Linked DNA regions of Mus musculus: regions 1 and 3 are each linked to region 2. The links are chromatin contacts, called in public ChIA-PET and HiChIP or PLAC-seq maps. All regions are on one chromosome and are shown on one strand. The core of a region is the stretch at or near the end of the contact, and the rest is flanking DNA. Distances in the headings are between cores, read along the strand shown.

Evidence for each region. ChIA-PET counts read pairs in DNA pulled down with a chosen protein or histone mark. HiChIP or PLAC-seq counts read pairs in DNA pulled down with a chosen protein or histone mark.
Region 1: a contact with region 2 is called in an H3K27ac HiChIP or PLAC-seq map of trophoblast stem cells, with 9 read pairs. The contact joins the promoter of Rps6kl1 here to the promoter of Fos in region 2. A contact is called at or near these places in 1 of 39 promoter capture datasets (embryonic stem cells), 1 of 15 datasets of contacts at CTCF or cohesin (embryonic stem cells), 15 of 484 Hi-C or Micro-C datasets (B cells, the C2C12 cell line, brown adipocytes and 6 more), 8 of 115 datasets of contacts at active chromatin or transcription factors (SST interneurons, embryonic stem cells, epiblast stem cells and 3 more) and 2 of 9 other capture datasets (adipose tissue and embryonic stem cells).
Region 3: a contact with region 2 is called in an RNA polymerase II ChIA-PET map of memory CD8 T cells, with 61 read pairs. The contact joins the promoter of Flvcr2 here to the promoter of Fos in region 2. A contact is called at or near these places in 5 of 115 datasets of contacts at active chromatin or transcription factors (embryonic midbrain, embryonic stem cells, memory CD8 T cells and 2 more) and 1 of 9 other capture datasets (adipose tissue).

Annotation. Positions count from the first base shown.
Region 1 is chr12:85,148,963-85,152,563 of GRCm38.p6, forward strand. It overlaps Rps6kl1 (ribosomal protein S6 kinase-like 1), which reads right to left and starts at 2,302. Exons shown (of 11, transcript NM_146244.4): 1 at 2,201-2,302; 2 at 662-946. The coding sequence starts at 926.
Region 2 is chr12:85,471,969-85,475,446 of GRCm38.p6, forward strand. It overlaps Fos (FBJ osteosarcoma oncogene), which reads left to right and starts at 1,922. Exons shown (of 4, transcript NM_010234.3): 1 at 1,922-2,212; 2 at 2,967-3,218. The coding sequence starts at 2,072.
Region 3 is chr12:85,744,499-85,747,880 of GRCm38.p6, forward strand. Flvcr2 (feline leukemia virus subgroup C cellular receptor 2) reads left to right here and starts at 2,041. Exons shown (of 10, transcript NM_145447.2): 1 at 2,041-3,091. The coding sequence starts at 2,354.

The DNA of each region.
Region 1 (3,601 bases), core at 1,052-3,551, 320 kb before region 2:
GTTCCAGGGTATCTGACACCCTTACACAGACATACATTCAGGCAAAACACCAGTGCACATAAAACAGATAAAAAATGAATCATTAAAAAAAGAAGGGCTGGAGAGATGGCTCAGAGGACAAGAGCACTGACTGTTCTTCCAGAGGTCCTGAGTTCAATTCCCAGCAGCCACATGGTGGCTCACAACTATCTGTAATGGGATCCAATGCCCTCTTCTGGTGTGTCTGAAAACAGCTACAGTGTACTCATATACATAATATAAATAAATTTAAGAAGGAGGAGGAGGAAGAAGAGGAGGAGGAGGAAGAGAAGAAGAAAATTAGTTTTTGCCCAGAGCACACACTTGTAGCCTGAGCCATCAGGGAACTGATCTAGGAAGATTAGCCTGGGCAACAATGAAAGGCCTATCTCAAAAAATGATAATAATGATCATACTAATAATTCCTATATACTTCTATTAATGTGAGACTTGAATGAGTTAATATAGTGAAAACCTAATGGGGTCTGCCAGGTAGAAATGCCTTAATAAATCTAAGTCCTCAGAAATGTCCTTCACGGAAGTCAGGCAGGGTTAACACAATGCCCTAGTATGGATAGAGACAAAGGACCCTCCACTGGCCCTCTCCTGTCCACCTTCTGTCCACACACATTCCCACCCATACCATGCACACCGCGGAGTAGCACGTCCACACCATTCTGGTAGTGGTTGAAGGCAGCCTCGTAGTCTTCACTGACATCTCGCTCCAGTGCCAGGTGGATCTGTGTAGCTGCATCTACCAGGTAGTCACGTTTGGTCACATCGGCTGTCCCTGTAGCTACCCGGTTACGAATCTGTTCCAGGTACATGCAGGCCTGGGACCGTGCTCGTGAACAGGGCTCTGGCTCCAGGCCTGGTCCAGGTGGACATTCACAGGCTACCAGGCTCATAGTGGCCCTGCTGTTGTGACCTGTAAGAAGCAAAGGTCTTAGGGGAGACACGTGTTGGGAGCCACACCCCTACCTGTACTCCAGCTTCCTCTACTAAACATTGGAGAGACAGATGTTCACATCCAAAAGCTGGAGGGACGAGCGATGGTAAGGTCCCGTCTTTGAGCTGGGTCCTACCTCAGTGTGGCAATGATAGATTAACACAGCAGTGTGTGTGTGTGGGGGGGGGGCTTTCTTTTCTTTTCCACTCAAATTCAGCTCCACAAATACCATGCTGTATGAACGGAGCACGGAAAACTGGGGGTACCTGTGACCCACAGCTGCCTTTGAGGGGTGTCCACAGAGTAAACCTAGTGTCAAGAGCATAGTAAACATACCAAAGTCACACACTGGCTTAAAGCTGGTCTCACCTCTCCTCCACCTCAGGTCTCCCCTCCTCCCTGTCTTCCTTGTGAAGTTCCATTCAGCTCAGGGGTACCTCTCCCCAGACAAAACCTTTGGCCCAGAGAGGTCCTGAGTCAGCAAGTGGGGAACTCCCCCCCCCCAATACCCAGGCTCCAAGCCGGAATGGCGAGCTCATCAAAGCCCCCTGGGAGATGAGGTGATTGACAGATTAGATGCCAGTTCATGTGGAGTTCAGCGAGAGTGTCAGGGTGACCCAGCCCTATGGAGGCTATCCCAGAAGTCCAGGGGCCTGTGCGCCCTCCCAAGGACCTGACAGTAACTCCTCCCCAAGCAATGTGTGACCCCAATGGCCCAAGGGATAAGAGTGGCGGCTGCCAGAGGGGAAGGGGCAAAGAGAAAGCAGCCAGCAGTGCGGTCCCTGTCCCTCACAGCAGCCTAGCAGCCACCGTTGCTGTCTCGGGTACCCTGGAAAATGACCAGGGGGTAGCTTTTCTCCCTGGATCTTTTCCACCTCGGCAAGGAAAGAGACACAGGATAAAGGAAGAGGTGGGGAGGAAACGCACATATCCAAGCAGCCAGGAGGCCAGGAGATGGAGAAAGGCGGCCTTCCTGCTCTGCCAGGCCCAGCGGGATAGGTAGCTTCGAGGCCTGTGCTGGGGCACCGACGCCGGCTGCGCAGGGCTGCGAGTTGCGGGTCCAGCTTTCGGAGCCGCGTGCCTAAGACTATACACGTCAAGCAAGCAGCGCGTGCACGACCCCGGCACACAAGGTGCATCACTATAGGGAACGTCCAAGGAGGTCGGGCTGAGGCAGGGAGGGGAAGCCTCCTCTCCTGAGAGGATGGCTCAAGAGCAGACCAAATACTATACCTGTCCGCGTGCCAGAGCTCCGGGCCTTCCCGCCAACGCTGTCCCTTCACCTTCTGCAAGGCTCCGTCTGTGCCTACCACCCTTCCGCAGGTGCCTGGGGGCGGGGGTGGGGCGTCTAGCCGGGTGCCTGCCAGCCATTGGCTAAGGATGAGCTCATCCTCAACCCGTTAGAATAAACCTCCAATCATCGTTCTCCTCGGCTTCTGACAGCCCTTAAAGCCCTAGAGTTTGCAAGGCCAGGAACTCAGGAGTGGGAGTCAGTGGGGATGGATGTGGGTGACTGAGTGTAGCAGGGAGAGAAAAGGTCTATTGTCACCCAGGGATGTGGCTGCCTTAGACCTCTAAGCCAATGAAACTTAACCACAGCACGTTCAAGAGACTTTCTTCATTCACTACTTCAGTTAGTCAATGTTTCTCTGTTGGGTGTGTACTCTGCCCTAGGGCTTAGGGTAGAGCTGCCTCTATGGCTTCACAGATCAATCTGCCCAGGGCTTCCTGGGCTCTAAGGTCAGGCGAGTGGTTCGGAGTTGAGCAGCACCGAATCCTAACCTGGAGTCAGAAATGCATTCCCAAGAAAGGCACAAACGACCCCGACCCCCTTACTTGTCAGAAGCCACTCTGCGCTTTGCTGTGACCTTGTCTCTGGTAGTTTTCCACACCGGTCTCCTCTGACTCCTCTTCCTCCTCCACACCCCTTCCTCACCCAGAGCTGTTGTCGTCTCTGGGGATCACACTCAGGTCACCAGGCTCAAATGGCAGCACCTTATGCACTAAACCACGTCACCAGCCCCAGATTTATCTCTTTATTAAAATAAAACAACCTTTTAATTTTTGAGTTATTTATTTTTATCTTATGTATATTGGTGTTTCGCTTGCAAATATGTCTGTGTGCGGTGTTCGATTCTTGAAATTGGACTTACAGACAGTTCTAAGCTACCATGTGGGTGCAGGAAATTGAACCCCGATCCTCTGGACAAGCAGCCAGTGCTCCCAACCATGAGGTCATCTCATCATCCCTAAAGCATCTTAAGGGGGAGAGGGAGGGGGGAGGGGGAGAGACAGAGGAGAAGAGAGAGAGAGAGAAGAAAAGAGAGAAGAGAAGAGAAGAGAAGAGAAGAGAAGAGAAGAGAAGAGAAGAGAAGAGAAGAGAAGAGAAGAGAAGAGAAGAGAAGAGAAGAGAAGAGAAAGAGAGAGAAGAAGAGAAGTAGCTTGGGTCTGGTATGGGCTTTCAAAACCTGAAAACACACTTCCTCCAGTGAGACCACACCTCCTAACCCTTCTAATCCTAGCAAAGAGTGTCACTCCCTTGTCACAAAGCATTTAAATACATGAGTCTATGAGGTCCATTTTTATTCACACGGACACATTTTAACAAGCTAAAGACAAAAAATTCAAAACTGA
Region 2 (3,478 bases), core at 672-3,171:
ACATAAACTAATGACATACAATGATGAAATTCTGTTTTCACCTCTGCCTGTGACAGGGAATGCAAAAATAGCAAGTGGCCTATTTCCACGAATCCCCGCCTCCCTGCCCTCCCCGCTCCCGCTGGGTTTGGATCTCTAAGAATGGAGGCTAACGCAGAGGCAGGAGCCAGCCGGGATCAGCCCCCCGAACCCGAGGGTGATGTCAGTCGGCGGGAGCGGACGCAGCCTGGCCAGGGAGGCAGAGGTTCCTAGGGAGCAGGGAGGGCGGGTGGCCTGGATGGGCGGACCGTGCGCCCGGCCGCTCCGTCGCCTGGAGACGGCCCTGGCGGCGCTGTGTTGCTGTAAACAGCCGCTTCGCTGTTACTATCTATAGAAAGATCGCCTAGCTCCCGGGTGCGGCGGCCCGAGGCAGGTTTGTGGTTCTGCACCCCTTGCGCCCCTAAAGATCCATCCGCTGTCCTAATCCTCTCTAGTCCGTCTTGGAATGCCCACCGTTTGGCTTGACCCTTGGGACCCTCAGAATGGAGACGAGGGGGACACATGAGTTCTGCGAGGATCTGCGGTTTCCTATCCCAGAGGTGACCGGCCCAGTCAGTCTAACCCGGCTTGTCCTCTGCGGAAGGACAGGAGGCCGAGGGCAAGTAGGGGTGTGTTTGTTCTACACTGAAGCACCTGACCTCTTCAAAGTTCCATCTTCCAAGACTCAAAGCTGTTCTCAGGTCCCAGACGCCAAAATCTCGGCACAGCTGGGAACCTTTCTTCCCGTCCCCTCTGCGCCCCCACCCCCCTTCCCAAGTCCGATCTGGAAAATCACCCGCTGCAGGCGGGTTCCTTGTAAGCGCAGTTTCCAGGCTGCACGTATTCAGACCCCCATCTCCCCAGCACCGACTTGCTTTCTCCTCCCCCCCCCCCCCCGAGCTCACCTCACTTTGTAATTCTGAGCTCCCCCCCTGCCCCGACTCGCCCTCTGGTCTCAGCTCAAAACTAAACATACGACCCCTTCAGGCATACTTGTAGGGTGGTTTTGCACAATGTTTATCCGTCAGTGTCAACGGGGACTGTCGCCTTGATAGCTCTAAGTGGCTAAGGGTCGGGGAGTAGGTGCTGCCGTCCTTTAAAACACGAATTTATGAATGAACCCAGTACTGTAGTTAAATCAGGTTATTGTACACTTATTTACAATCCTTCACTTGCTGCTTCCAACCTCAGTCCTAAAGTTTCTCCAGGCAAGGAGCTGGAGAGAGGGGCTGAGAAGCTGACCCCCCCTTTTTCTTCTCTGCACTGATTTGGGATGGGGGGCTGATGTGGGCAAGCTTTCCTTTAGGAACAGAGGCTTCGAGCCTTTAAGGCTGCGTACTTGCTTCTCCTAATACCAGAGACTCAAAAAAAAAAAAAAAGTTCCAGATTGCTGGACAATGACCCGGGTCTCATCCCTTGACCCTGGGAACCGGGTCCACATTGAATCAGGTGCGAATGTTCGCTCGCCTTCTCTGCCTTTCCCGCCTCCCCTCCCCCGGCCGCGGCCCCGGTTCCCCCCCTGCGCTGCACCCTCAGAGTTGGCTGCAGCCGGCGAGCTGTTCCCGTCAATCCCTCCCTCCTTTACACAGGATGTCCATATTAGGACATCTGCGTCAGCAGGTTTCCACGGCCGGTCCCTGTTGTTCTGGGGGGGGGACCATCTCCGAAATCCTACACGCGGAAGGTCTAGGAGACCCCCTAAGATCCCAAATGTGAACACTCATAGGTGAAAGATGTATGCCAAGACGGGGGTTGAAAGCCTGGGGCGTAGAGTTGACGACAGAGCGCCCGCAGAGGGCCTTGGGGCGCGCTTCCCCCCCCTTCCAGTTCCGCCCAGTGACGTAGGAAGTCCATCCATTCACAGCGCTTCTATAAAGGCGCCAGCTGAGGCGCCTACTACTCCAACCGCGACTGCAGCGAGCAACTGAGAAGACTGGATAGAGCCGGCGGTTCCGCGAACGAGCAGTGACCGCGCTCCCACCCAGCTCTGCTCTGCAGCTCCCACCAGTGTCTACCCCTGGACCCCTTGCCGGGCTTTCCCCAAACTTCGACCATGATGTTCTCGGGTTTCAACGCCGACTACGAGGCGTCATCCTCCCGCTGCAGTAGCGCCTCCCCGGCCGGGGACAGCCTTTCCTACTACCATTCCCCAGCCGACTCCTTCTCCAGCATGGGCTCTCCTGTCAACACACAGGTGAGTTTGGCTTTGTGTAGCCGCCAGGTCCGCGCTGAGGGTCGCCGTGGAGGAGACACTGGGGTGTGACTCGCAGGGGCGGGGGGGTCTTCCTTTTTCGCTCTGGAGGGAGACTGGCGCGGTCAGAGCAGCCTTAGCCTGGGAACCCAGGACTTGTCTGAGCGCGTGCACACTTGTCATAGTAAGACTTAGTGACCCCTTCCCGCGCGGCAGGTTTATTCTGAGTGGCCTGCCTGCATTCTTCTCTCGGCCGACTTGTTTCTGAGATCAGCCGGGGCCAACAAGTCTCGAGCAAAGAGTCGCTAACTAGAGTTTGGGAGGCGGCAAACCGCGGCAATCCCCCCTCCCGGGGCAGCCTGGAGCAGGGAGGAGGGAGGAGGGAGGAGGGTGCTGCGGGCGGGTGTGTAAGGCAGTTTCATTGATAAAAAGCGAGTTCATTCTGGAGACTCCGGAGCAGCGCCTGCGTCAGCGCAGACGTCAGGGATATTTATAACAAACCCCCTTTCGAGCGAGTGATGCCGAAGGGATAACGGGAACGCAGCAGTAGGATGGAGGAGAAAGGCTGCGCTGCGGAATTCAAGGGAGGATATTGGGAGAGCTTTTATCTCCGATGAGGTGCATACAGGAAGACATAAGCAGTCTCTGACCGGAATGCTTCTCTCTCCCTGCTTCATGCGACACTAGGGCCACTTGCTCCACCTGTGTCTGGAACCTCCTCGCTCACCTCCGCTTTCCTCTTTTTGTTTTGTTTCAGGACTTTTGCGCAGATCTGTCCGTCTCTAGTGCCAACTTTATCCCCACGGTGACAGCCATCTCCACCAGCCCAGACCTGCAGTGGCTGGTGCAGCCCACTCTGGTCTCCTCCGTGGCCCCATCGCAGACCAGAGCGCCCCATCCTTACGGACTCCCCACCCAGTCTGCTGGGGCTTACGCCAGAGCGGGAATGGTGAAGACCGTGTCAGGAGGCAGAGCGCAGAGCATCGGCAGAAGGGGCAAAGTAGAGCAGGTGAGCAGCGATTCTGGACCTTTGTGGGCTGGGGGGGGGGGGGGGGGCGGAGACTGACGCACAGACCACACAACAGAGAAGGGACGCTACTGACTGCACTTCCTGACCAGGAGCTGTGGCTGCTAGCCCTTTCCCTCCCTTGTCAGATTTTGACAGTTGGACCCAAGACAAACTCTAGACAGTTTCCCTGACAGCTTCCTACTTCATTCTCTAGCCGGGGAGCTTCTTTGTTCCCCTGCTAAAGATCTCACTTTAAATGC
Region 3 (3,382 bases), core at 791-3,290, 270 kb after region 2:
CAGATAGATTCTATTTTTTTTAAAGATTATTATTGTTGTTGTTATTTACATTTACATCCGTGCATGTGCTCACAGGTCAGCATGTTGTTGTTATTTACATTTACATCCGTGCATGTGCTCACAGGTCAGCAGGTGCCTGAGGCTGGAAGATTCCCTCATGCTACAGATGGTTGTGAGCCACTCAGTGTGAGTGCGGGAACTGAACTCAACTCCTCTGAGAAAGCAGCAAGCCCCCTTAAACCCTGAACCATCTCTCTTCGCCATCACCTATTCTTGATTCTAATGTGCAGACTCAAGTTGTAAACACCACTGCAGAGCTTTAAAAGGGGGGGGGGGTCGGGGAGGACAAGGAAGCAGTGTCCCTCAAGATTCAACGTGTGAACACACATGAATCACCTGGAGATTCTGTTCAAATGTTCTAATTCAGGAGTTCTGGGCTGAACCTGGGGATCTGGGAATCTTCCCTTGAAACAAGCTTGGCAGGGGGGCGGGCATGGTGATATACACCTGTAAACTCACCATTTAGGATTGAGAGGGTGTGGAATTCAAGGTTACCCTGAGCAACCCTGTCTCAAAAAGACCAAGCCAAAACAGACAAAAAAGGCAAAACAAAAACACCACCAGGTTTCCAGGAGCCACCCAGGCTGCAGCTCAGACTGCTCTTATGTAACTGTGTGGTAGCTTGAATGATGGGAAGTATGACTTTTCAGGCCAGCTGGGACCTTAGTTAACTGAGTTCTAAAAGGCTTGTTTTCTTGTCTATAGCACGAGGCAAGAAGGCCGAGAGCTTACAGCTCGATGTTTTCAAAGCCTTGAGTGCCTGCACATACACCATACACATGCACACATACAGACACACACACCCAGGGCAAGCAATAGTAACTACATTATAGAATGCCCGGCATGCTCACCCATGAAGCACATTTACCCCGTGGCAACAAATGCTAGCCTTTTGGCAGGATAGGAAACATTTGTTGAACGAATTATCAGCCAGGGATTTTTCTTTTTTTTTTTTTTTTTTTTTTCGAGACAGGGTTTCTCTGTATAGCCCTGGCTGTCCTGGAACTCACTCTGTAGACCAGGCTGGCCTCGAACTCAGAAATCCACCTGCCTCTGCCTCCCGAGTGCTGGGATTAAAGGTGTGTGCCACCACGCCTGGCTGGATTTTTCTAAGGGCCATTATTTCACCATCTACATTTTGCAAAAGAAACGGGAGCTCAGAAGTGGTGTTCAGTGACCTATTGTTACACGCCTAAGTCGCTAAACCGGAATCCAACCTAAATTTTGGGTTCTTTATCACTGTGAACCCATGGAGTTGTAGGGACCAGCGCAAGCCAGCATTCCTTCTCTGAAAGCCTTGCTTCCAGGCTAAGAGGTGACGCTCAGGGGATCGGTAGGTGGCAGCGGAGGGCTACGAGGCTGTATGAGTCACTTCGTTGCCTCACTCCCAGAGCCTGCGCAGAGACTTGGTTCCACAACTTTCCCTCCAGGCTATGCTTGGCTCGCGGGGTTCCCTAGTGGGAGACCTCAGGGACCCGTCAGACACTAAACAAGTTCATATACGAGTTCACCAAAATAAGTCTTTGTCGGCTGGGAGGTCTCTGAGAAAAGCAAGCATTCCTTTCACCAGGCACACTGAACTGTCACCTGGAGAGCCCAGCAAAAGAGAGGAAGGTAGGGATCTCTCTCGGATCCCCCTGAGCAGTTTAGGGACTCCGAGCCTCGGTGCACGCCCGCTGGCCCCGAGAAGACTCTGACCTCGGAAGGGCGTGAGGCGAAGTCCTCATTTACCAACGAAGACCTCTGGGAGTGGGGGGGACAAGTGAATTTAGGGAAAGTGTAGGGGTGGGGGCTAACCGGGCGGTTTCCATGACACCGGGGACGTCGGAGAGGAATGTACACCCCAACCTATGGCGAAACAAGAGCGGCGCCTTGCGAGCCCCGCTCAAGGAGGCAGGGGATCCTGGGTGGGAGGGGTTGAGGGGCGTGGGGAGCCGGGCAGGCCGGGGGGCGGGGCGGTCACGTGCGCCCGAGGGGGCGAGGCCCCAGCCTGCCCGGGAGCAAACCGAGCTCGCCCTGCCACAGTTCGCTGTTCAGGAGTCAAACTTTTTCCAGGACGGTCAACGCTTCATCTGGACAGCCTGGAACGCGTGGCAAGGCGTCTGCGGCCAACTTGGGGGACAACAGTTTGCTAGGGAGTGATCGTAGGAACCTGAGATCTCGATTTCTCCGCTAACAGAGGTGCGCTCCCGGAGAAGTGTTGCCTCAGCTCTAGGGGGACAGGCAAAAGGCTGCTGACCCATAAGACTGTAGGAGTCAGTACGTGCCTGGGATTCAGGAGCTCGTTGTGGTCATGGTGAATGAAAGTCTCAACCAGGAGGAGAGCAATGACAGACCTGCGCCAGAGTCGGAATTCCAGATGGACACCAGCTACTCCACCCAGCCCAGCGGCTCCATCCATCCCAGCGTCTCAGGCCACCCCAGCGTCTCAGGCCACCCCAGCGTCTCAGGCCACCCCAGTGTCTCCATCCATCCTAGTGTCTCCATCGACCCCAGCGTCTCTGTCCGTCCCAGCAGTTCAGCACTCCCCAGTACCTTGGCTCAACCCAGCGGTTTGACCCATCATAGTAGCTTGGTTAGAGAAGACAGCGTGATCAAGGTGAGCAAGCGTCGTTGGGTCGTGGTCCTGGTGTTCAGTTGCTACTCCTTGTGCAATGCCTTCCAGTGGATTCAGTACGGCTCCATCAATAACATCTTCATGAACTTCTACGGTGTCAGTGCCTTTGCCATTGATTGGCTGTCCATGTGCTACATGCTGACCTACATCCCTCTGCTCCTGCCCGTGGCCTGGATGCTGGAGAAATTTGGTCTTCGAACCATCGCTATCACCGGCTCAGCTCTCAATTGCCTGGGAGCCTGGGTAAAGCTGGGCAGCCTAGAGCCTCACCTCTTCCCGGTCACAATGGTGGGTCAGGTCATCTGCTCTGTGGCACAGGTCTTCATTCTGGGCATGCCCTCACGCATTGCTTCGGTCTGGTTTGGAGCTGATGAGGTTTCAACAGCCTGCTCCGTGGCTGTGTTTGGCAATCAGGTGAGTAGAGGGCGGGTGTGTGTGTGGACGGCTGTTCCAAAGAGAGAGAGCATCTCACCATGATGGGGCTGAGTATGTTAGAGGGTACCTGACGATGAGAGAAGCTGTAGTTTTCTGGTTCACAGACTTTATGACTCTTGGGTGGCTTTGTGGTTGGGTGTGGACTGACAGTGTAGTTGGGTGATTGTGACTGTCAGTGACATTGAAGATTAATGGGGCGGGGGTCACAAACAAAGGACTTTTTCTTTCATCCACAGTTTTTCCTAGCCTGTAGGAAGCATACTAATTAAA